2 separate regions of the Rattus norvegicus genome follow, and region 1 is linked to region 2. The links are chromatin contacts, called in public Hi-C maps. All regions are on one chromosome and are shown on one strand. The core of a region is the stretch at or near the end of the contact, and the rest is flanking DNA. Distances in the headings are between cores, read along the strand shown. Region 1 holds the start of Smim15 (small integral membrane protein 15). Region 2 holds the start of Zswim6 (zinc finger, SWIM-type containing 6).

Evidence for each region. Hi-C and Micro-C count contacts between places; a contact is called where the count stands out from the background.
Region 1: a Hi-C map of Schwann cells shows a contact between it and region 2, with 8 times the contacts expected there. The contact joins the promoter of Smim15 here to the promoter of Zswim6 in region 2. A contact is called at or near these places in 11 of 12 Hi-C or Micro-C datasets (the A7r5 cell line, the Rat2 cell line, Schwann cells and 6 more) and 1 of 1 datasets of contacts at active chromatin or transcription factors (oligodendrocytes).

The regions. Positions count from the first base shown.
Region 1 is chr2:41,258,972-41,263,020 of GRCr8, reverse strand. Smim15 (small integral membrane protein 15) reads right to left here and starts at 1,311. Exons shown (of 3, transcript NM_001277209.2): 1 at 1,281-1,311. LOC102549347 (a long non-coding RNA gene) reads left to right here and starts at 1,397. Exons shown (of 6, transcript XR_010064072.1): 1 at 1,397-1,535.
Region 2 is chr2:41,110,251-41,113,882 of GRCr8, reverse strand. It overlaps Zswim6 (zinc finger, SWIM-type containing 6), which reads left to right and starts at 1,544. Exons shown (of 14, transcript XM_039103499.2): 1 at 1,544-2,307. The coding sequence starts at 1,563.

The DNA of each region.
Region 1 (4,049 bases), core at 62-2,561, 150 kb before region 2:
TATTCAGCAGGAAGTCTCAGAGGCTGAAACATTCCAGGCCTAGGTAAGATTGTACAGAGGCTAGAAGCTTCCAGAACTAGGCCTAGGTTAGCAGACCGAGGCAAGATACTTTTACAGTAAGATTATGAATGGAAAAAATATAAATTATCTAAAAACGAACAAGTAAAAACATCTTTCTATAATAGTATAGCCTGTTAAAACCTATTTCTTCCTAAATTGCAATTGCAAATTCCCCAAAATAGAGGCCTAATTTGTAGAAGTATTTTAAGTAAATTATTTGATTACTAGTTTTTGTCTGAATAATAAAGTTATGACTTTAACTGACATAAAAAAAAATCAAGCTGGTTCACTGACATGTTACAGTCCCCATACCCATAAAGATTTTGAATCTTTGCATCTGTTGCTGGCGTTACAACCCAAGGCCAAGTAGAGCATAGTAACAGGTGCTCCATAGCTGACCAACATCCCCAGTCAAGAGTTTAAAACTGCTTGTACTAAGACTCATTTATTTCTTGGATTGGGTACATCATTTAAAAGTCAAAACACTGTGCCTTGCTCTTTAAAGGTTTTGTGGTCTGTAGTAAAATTAGTGCACCTTACAAGAAAATAAAGGATTACCAATATAATTATGGTACCACAACCCGTCACATCAAGGGAAATGTCACTGGTTTTAACTTCCATGTCCCCATGCTATCTTCGTATTTGTACCAGGAAACCGTACCTCTAACTTTCACTACATTAAACTTGCTGGAGACGTTAACCATTCTGTTCCATGTCGTAAAGCCCTCGCCCAGTTGTAAACAGTTTTCAGGAAGATCCAAGAAGGATTGATCTTTCTCGAGCCCAGTAACGAACTAATACAAGTTTCTGCGAAAAGCGCGTAACTTTGCAATTAGAATAGCGCGACTTAAAGACTAGGTTGTGGCAAAGTTAGCGTCCACAGGCCACATATCTCGAGTGCACCTCAGTCTCGGACCAAAACATCGTCGCCTCACTTTCAGGTATACTCCTTCACCTCAAAAAGCCTAGTGGGCCTGGGTGCTCTACACCTACAGCTTCCCTCTTCTAACTTTCCCTCCATAATAGGATTCTCTTTGCCCCGGGCCATGTCCACCATCATCCGTCGGCCTCAAAGGCTAAGGACGCCGCCCGCCGAGCGGAGCCGGGCAGGACCCGCTGACCAGGAGCTGGGGAAGCCGGGATAGCCCGGCCGCACGCTCAGCCTAGGCTACTGCTAGCCACCACACACCCTAGGGGATCCCGCTCTCATTCCCACTCACCGCAAGGCAGGAAAGTGGAAAGCGGAAGCCGCTCCGTTCAGGTCCCGCCCACAGGCGGGGTGGAACGGGGCGGGATGAGGAAGTCGAGGGCGGGCTTCCGGCGGCGCCATTGCTCGAGCCAGAGCGGGAGGGCGGGGCGACGCGGTGCGATGGTTTCGGGTCCGCGGCAGGTGATACCCGCACGCTGCTTCGTGTGCGCTGTCGTTAGGGCGCCGTGGCCTCGCGTCCGGCGTGGGACTCTGGCGAGGAGACGGAGTGAGTGAGGAATTCGTACAAGGGACTCTCAACCGCAGAGAGCCGTAGGAAGAAATGAGGTGGAACCCGCAGACTTTTTAGAGCCTTCTCGCGGCCGAGGAGGGACTCTGGCTTATTTCCTAACTCACCGTTCACTCGTGCTTTATAGTTGAACAATAGTTAAATATTTAAAGATTCAGACAAAGCAGCAGCCGGGCTGGGATGTGTCCAATGAACCTTGTTACCAAGGGGGAAATGCTGCCACTCTGTGGGAAAGAGATTTTGTTGTTTGTTTTTAATTTAAGAGCCTAACTTATTTCACAAAGGAATGGTCGATACTTGCCCAAAGTAAACTGTCAATAATTAAACTGTCAGGGCATAGAGATCCCACAGAAGTACTTGTTCTTCCAATACATAAATAAAGGACTTCAAAAGTCAACAAACAGAAAGGGGTGCGTTAAATGGGTCTTCTAATCTACAGGAACTGAAAGATTAGCTCTGGTTTGGTTGGTGCTCACATTTTGTGATTGCTTGCCTGAACTACTTGCTCTGTTTGACCGCCTCTGGCGAATGTTGCAAGACCTCCTCACTGTTGTGTGCCAAATAAAGCAGGTTTTTATTCCTGAGAGACTGTGAGTGTTCTCTTTGAGGGGCAAGCCGAGACATGTATGAGTAGTTAAAGTATAACAACAGTAACCATTATTTACCGAGAAGCAGACTTTGGCAGATAATCTAAGGATCTAAAATACTGCTCCTCGGGTATATTGCTAATGGTTGCATATTGTATTAGCAGCAGTGGTCTTCTTATTCTTGGGTGAAAACCTGAAGGGTTGCTTAGACCTGTTGCAGAACAAACAGCACATAACCAGCTTGTATCAGGGACATGGTCACTTCAGTAGATGGTTTCTCACAAGTTCTGCCTCCCACTGTGTTGCTGTTTTATCTCTAAAGGCCCCAGGGTCCCCACAAGTCTTGGGAATAAAAGGAAGCACAGTAAGGAACTGAAAAGTACTCACACAAAGGAAAGAAAGAAGCAAGCTTCTTTGGCTATAGTGTACTGGAGACCTTGGGATCTTTACGTTCTTGTTTTAGGGATCAATCTCCTGGTACATTAGGCAGACTTGTGCAAACCCAAGAACAGCATAGAGGTTGCTATAGAGGACAGCCTTACTGTGGCCCTTCATTACCTTAACCAAAGATGGTAAGTAAGATTGGCTCCCACACCGTGAACTGTTCAATGGTGAGCAGCTCTTGAGTCTCCATACTGATACCCCTTCAGAACTCATTCACTCTGAGAGCCTTTTCCTCTTAGACTAGAAAGCTTCCTAGTTGACCTCTAGTCATTTGGGCTCCTTCACATCAGTAAATTAGTCTATATCTGACCAGTCCTCTAGCTCCTTATCCTTTCTGAGAGGAAGGGGAGTAGTTGTGGTTTTGTTTGTTTGAGTCTTGCTATGTAGTGGAGGCTATACTTGGACCCTGGGTCATTCTGGTCCAGCCTCTTAAGTAATGGAATGATGGACATTCACCACCGCTATTGTCTCTTAACTCGGACTTTAGTGTCTCCCAAATGTCCTTCAGACATCGTTTTTAAATAACAATAAGTTCTGCCTTGTTCGTAAGTAAATTTTAGCCAGGTGTAACCCCCTAGACTTGAAAGGTGAAGACAAGCAGGTTAAGAATTCAATATCTTGATAGGCATGCAGTGAGTTTGAACCATTCCAGGCTACTTGAGACCCTGCCTCAGAGAGGAGGTAGGGTGTTGAGGTAGTTCCCATTGGAGTCCAGACTGGGAAGAGCTGTGTATTCAAAATTAAAACAGCTTGCCTGCATAGGGAACTCTAAAGCGAAGGAAGATCTACACAGTATTTGTGATTACACAAAGCCTTAAAAAATTGTAAGTTTGCTTTTCTCTTGAGAAGGTGATGTCTAGCAGACTTGTCATTCATTGGTCTCTAAAGTCTTTCTACCTTTGTAAGTACAAAGTTAAGTCTCACTCTAACCGTGTGTCAATGAAAGGAGCATGCCCTGAATAAGATTGTACTGTAGGGATGTGATTTGCTCTGGTTAAAAGGTGCTGAAAGGTCTCTCACCTGTACTTGGCCTTCTGCCCCCCACCCCTAGTTACCCTGTACATATATGACTTCTTCTGGTAGGATTGGGTTTTATCCCTGAAGTTTTATTTTTACAGTTTTGCTTTTCATCCAAACACAGTGCAAATGCCTCTCTTCATCAGCACGTTTGTAACTTTAAGAATTAATTGGGCTCGTTATATTTTGAAGAGCATGCTGAAGAATAGTAAATTTTAAAGAACCAGCTGAGAACATTGTGTACCATGTTCTGAAGTCAGTGCGTCTCAAATACTGTCGCTAATCCTGAAGTAAATCACCCATCAAAGATTCATGTTCTTAGACAGTTAAAGAACAGAAGACTTCAAAAGTAAAGCAGGATTCTAAACATACCTTACCAAAATCCCCACTCGCTCAGAGTCTTGGCAGAAGTGTTTTTGTTTTTCTTTTTCCCTCCACAAAGTAG
Region 2 (3,632 bases), core at 295-2,794:
CGGCCTCCGCTTTGAGTGGGCAATTTTCTTTACAACACGCCGACGCGCGTAGTCGCTTTAAATTCAGACCAGGTAGGCAGTGGGGAGTAGCCAATATGCGAAAGTGTCAGAGGAGTTAGGGCTTATCTCCAACAATAGGACAGTATCTCTAACACTGTTTAGAGTAAAAACAGAAGGTGGAGCAAGAAGTCAGGGTGTCTAACGTGGTCATTAAGCCTGCGGCTTGGCTGAGATCTAACCAAGCTCTGCAGAGTGCGAAGAACAATGTCCGCAGGGTTCCCGGTTCAGACGGGGACTCGATTCTCCGCCTCCGCTGGCGCCCGGGCACCGTCTCCCAGCGATGCTCGCTCACTCGTCTTGTTGCCCTGCTGCGGGAGGACCCGCCGGTCGGGCGCCGCCAATGCTGCAGGGAGCGCGGCGCGCGCCCGGAGCGCCAAAGACTCCAGGTCCCAGCCCCGCCGCAGACTCCAGAGCGCCCGCGGCCGCTGTCCGCCACTGGGCGGCCGTGAGCGACAACCGTCTCGCGATCGAGAGTTTGCGCGATCCTCTGCCGGTGCGAGCGCTCTAACTGGAGCGGCCCGACCCCTGGGTCTGCAGCAGGTCGCGGAAGAGGGCGATTGGGGCTCCCGGCTGAACCCGGGCGGGCCAGCTTCTTTGCCCGAAGGGTTGAAAGAGTGCGAGGGCGGGGCAGCGTGGCCGGCTCCGGACGCGCGTCCAGCGGCTGCGAGGCAGCATCCGAGCGCTCTGCGTGTCCGGGCGCTCGGTCGGCTCGGCTCGGCTTCCTGGCCTGTCACCGGGCTGGAGCGAACCCGGGACTCAGGGCTGGGTGCGCTGCAGTTACGCGGGGCAGCCGCGCCCCTTCCCCACCTGGGTCGGCAAAAAGTGAAGTGGAAAACAGTGGCTGAGCTCAGCCCTCCTCCCTATCCCCTCGTGCCGCAGCCACGGCCGAGGGTGGGGGAAGTTCGCTCCGCCGGGTTGGAAGGAAAGCAGGCGGCCTGGGCCGCGCCTCCCCCGCCTTCCTCTGGGCTGCGTCCCCGGGGCTTCACGCAGCATTTCTTTGTTTTGAAAGCGCCTCCTCCGCCCAGAGGCTTTTCCCCGCGGGGCCGGCTGACTGGGGGGTGGGGCATCGAGCAGTCGGTCCATCCTCCATTTAGTCCGGAACCCTCCCCCTACCCGCCCCGCGGCGACCCACGAGGAGCGTCCTCACTTGGCGGACATCAAAAGGGAGGCAGGGCGCTGGAGGGCTAAGTTGAGTAGACAGGGGGCGCAGAGACCCACCCACCCTCCGCTTGGCAGACGGCCCGCCCCCTCCCGCGGGAACCCCGCCTGAGCCCCGCCCCCCGCGTCACAGCAGCCTGACATTCTCACAGCCCACCCGGCACCCAACCCGGGCGCCCCCGCCACCCCCGTGTCCACGGAGCGCTCTATTTATGTTTCAGCCCAGTGATTTGCATAGGCCCCGCCCCCTCCCCTAGGTTCTCCCTATCGGCGCTCCTCCTTGGCGACGTCGTCACCGTATAGGCCACACCTCCCGTGCCCCTACAAGGAGCGGCGGGCCCTAGATGGCAGCGTGGCGTCGCCACGGCGTGTGCGTGTCGCGCTTCCTTGTGCCGTTTATAGGGTCCCGGCACTTCCGCTGTCGGGTTAGAAGCGGCGCGGTCATGGCGGAGCGCGGACAGCAGCCTCCTCCCGCGAAACGGCTCTGCTGCCGGCCGGGCGGCGGCGGCGGCGGCGGCGGCGGCGGGGGTAGCAGCGGCGGCGGCGCGGGTGGCGGCTATAGCTCTGCCTGTCGGCCCGGCCCGCGGGCGGGCGGTGCGGCGGCGGCGGCGTGCGGGGGCGGCGCGGCGCTGGGACTGCTGCCGCCGGGCAAGACCCAGAGCCCCGAGTCTCTGCTGGACATCGCAGCGCGCAGGGTGGCGGAGAAGTGGCCGTTCCAGCGCGTGGAGGAGCGCTTCGAGCGCATCCCGGAGCCGGTGCAGCGCCGCATCGTCTACTGGTCCTTTCCCCGCAGTGAGCGGGAGATCTGCATGTACTCGTCCTTCAACACCGGTGGCGGCTCCGCGGGCGGCCCCGGCGACGACAGCGGCGGCGGCGGCGGCACGGGCGGCGGCGCGGGCGGCGGCGGCGGCGGCTCCTCATCCTCGCCGGCCGCCACCTCAGCCGCCGCCGCCGCCGTCGCCGCGGGCACCGGGACCCCGTCGGTGGGGGCGTCCAGCGCTGCGGACGGTGGCGACGAGACGCGGCTGCCCTTCCGCCGGGGTATCGCGCTGCTGGAGAGTGGCTGCGTAGACAACGTCCTGCAAGTCGGTGAGTCACGGGGCCGCCGCGGGCCGTCGGTCCTTCGGTCTGTCCTCCTGTCCCTCGGGGGTGGGGGAGGGAAGGGCCCCCTTCGTTCCTCTGGGCCGCCTCGGGCCGGGCGCGCGGTGCAGCGGTGGGGCGACTCGGACTGTCCCCGGAGCGGAGCGCCCATTTCCTCCCGCTGGTCCCCGCCCCCGTCTCCCCGGACGGGCTAGCGCGAGTGGGAAATGAATCAGCAGGACGCGCCCCTCGGCGGCGGGGCGGTGGGTGTCGGCGTCCCGGTCGTCTGTCCCGCAGCTTGAGCGCCGGTGTGCGGGGCGGGTGTGGACAAAGGCGCGGGCGGCCGCGGGGCTCGGGCTGGGGCGTGCGGCGCGGGGGAGGGGGCGCCGGCCGCAGACAATGCCGACCGGGGCGCTCGCTCTGCGCTGCCCGGCTCGCGTCCTTTCTTCTTGGCGCCGCTCCGCGCCCCGCGGTCCGAGGGAGGGAGGGGGGGCTGGCGAGTCCCTCCGACACCACTCGGCCACCGCTCCGCTCGGGGCTCCGACGGCCGGCGCGTCCCGTATACTCCAGCTGCTTAAGGTGTCTGCGACTAGCTCCGCGGCGTCCGCGCCGGGTCCCCGAGCAACCTCTGTCGGGAGCGACGGCCGGACGGGCCGCTGAGGGGCGCTGCTCGCGCTTCTCCATCCCGTGAGGTACCGGGCTGCCCGACTTCGGCCTGCGCCCGGGGTCCGGGTGCGGTGCTGAGGGAGCGGGCAGCACGGTCCGACGCCGTGACCCGCGGCCGGCGTCTGCACCGAGGGGCCCCACGGCCCCTGCGCCGCTGCGCGCCCCGCACCACCCGGCACTTTGTTCTCCTTTCGGGTTTATTTGTGCCCCTTTCAATTTTCTGTCACCCTCGGTAAAGGGGAAAGCAAACAAAAGAACCTCTTTATTTCTTTTCAGGGCTTGTAAAGTAGAAGATATTTGACAAAGGCGAGAGAAGGACTTGTGATTTAAAGCTGCACAGCCCTTCTTTCTCTGACAGACCAGGAGAGTTTTCTCAAATCCCTCTGCTTTCCATGGGGCTTTTCTTTTTATTCTGTTTAGATATCTTTTCCAGCCATAGTTATGGGGACGTTTGAACTAGATTGAAGTGAACAATACTGCAGCGCAACCTCCCTTTCCCCATATTTTATCTCCGGATTGCTGAAGGCATATTTTATAACCCCCTCCCACTCTGATTGAAATTGTATGGATGAACCCTGAAGCAAATGAATGAGGATAGATAGATTTGAAAGCGCTCTCTTCTCTTCTCTTCTCTTCTCTTCTCTTCTCTTCTCTCTTCTCTCTTCTCT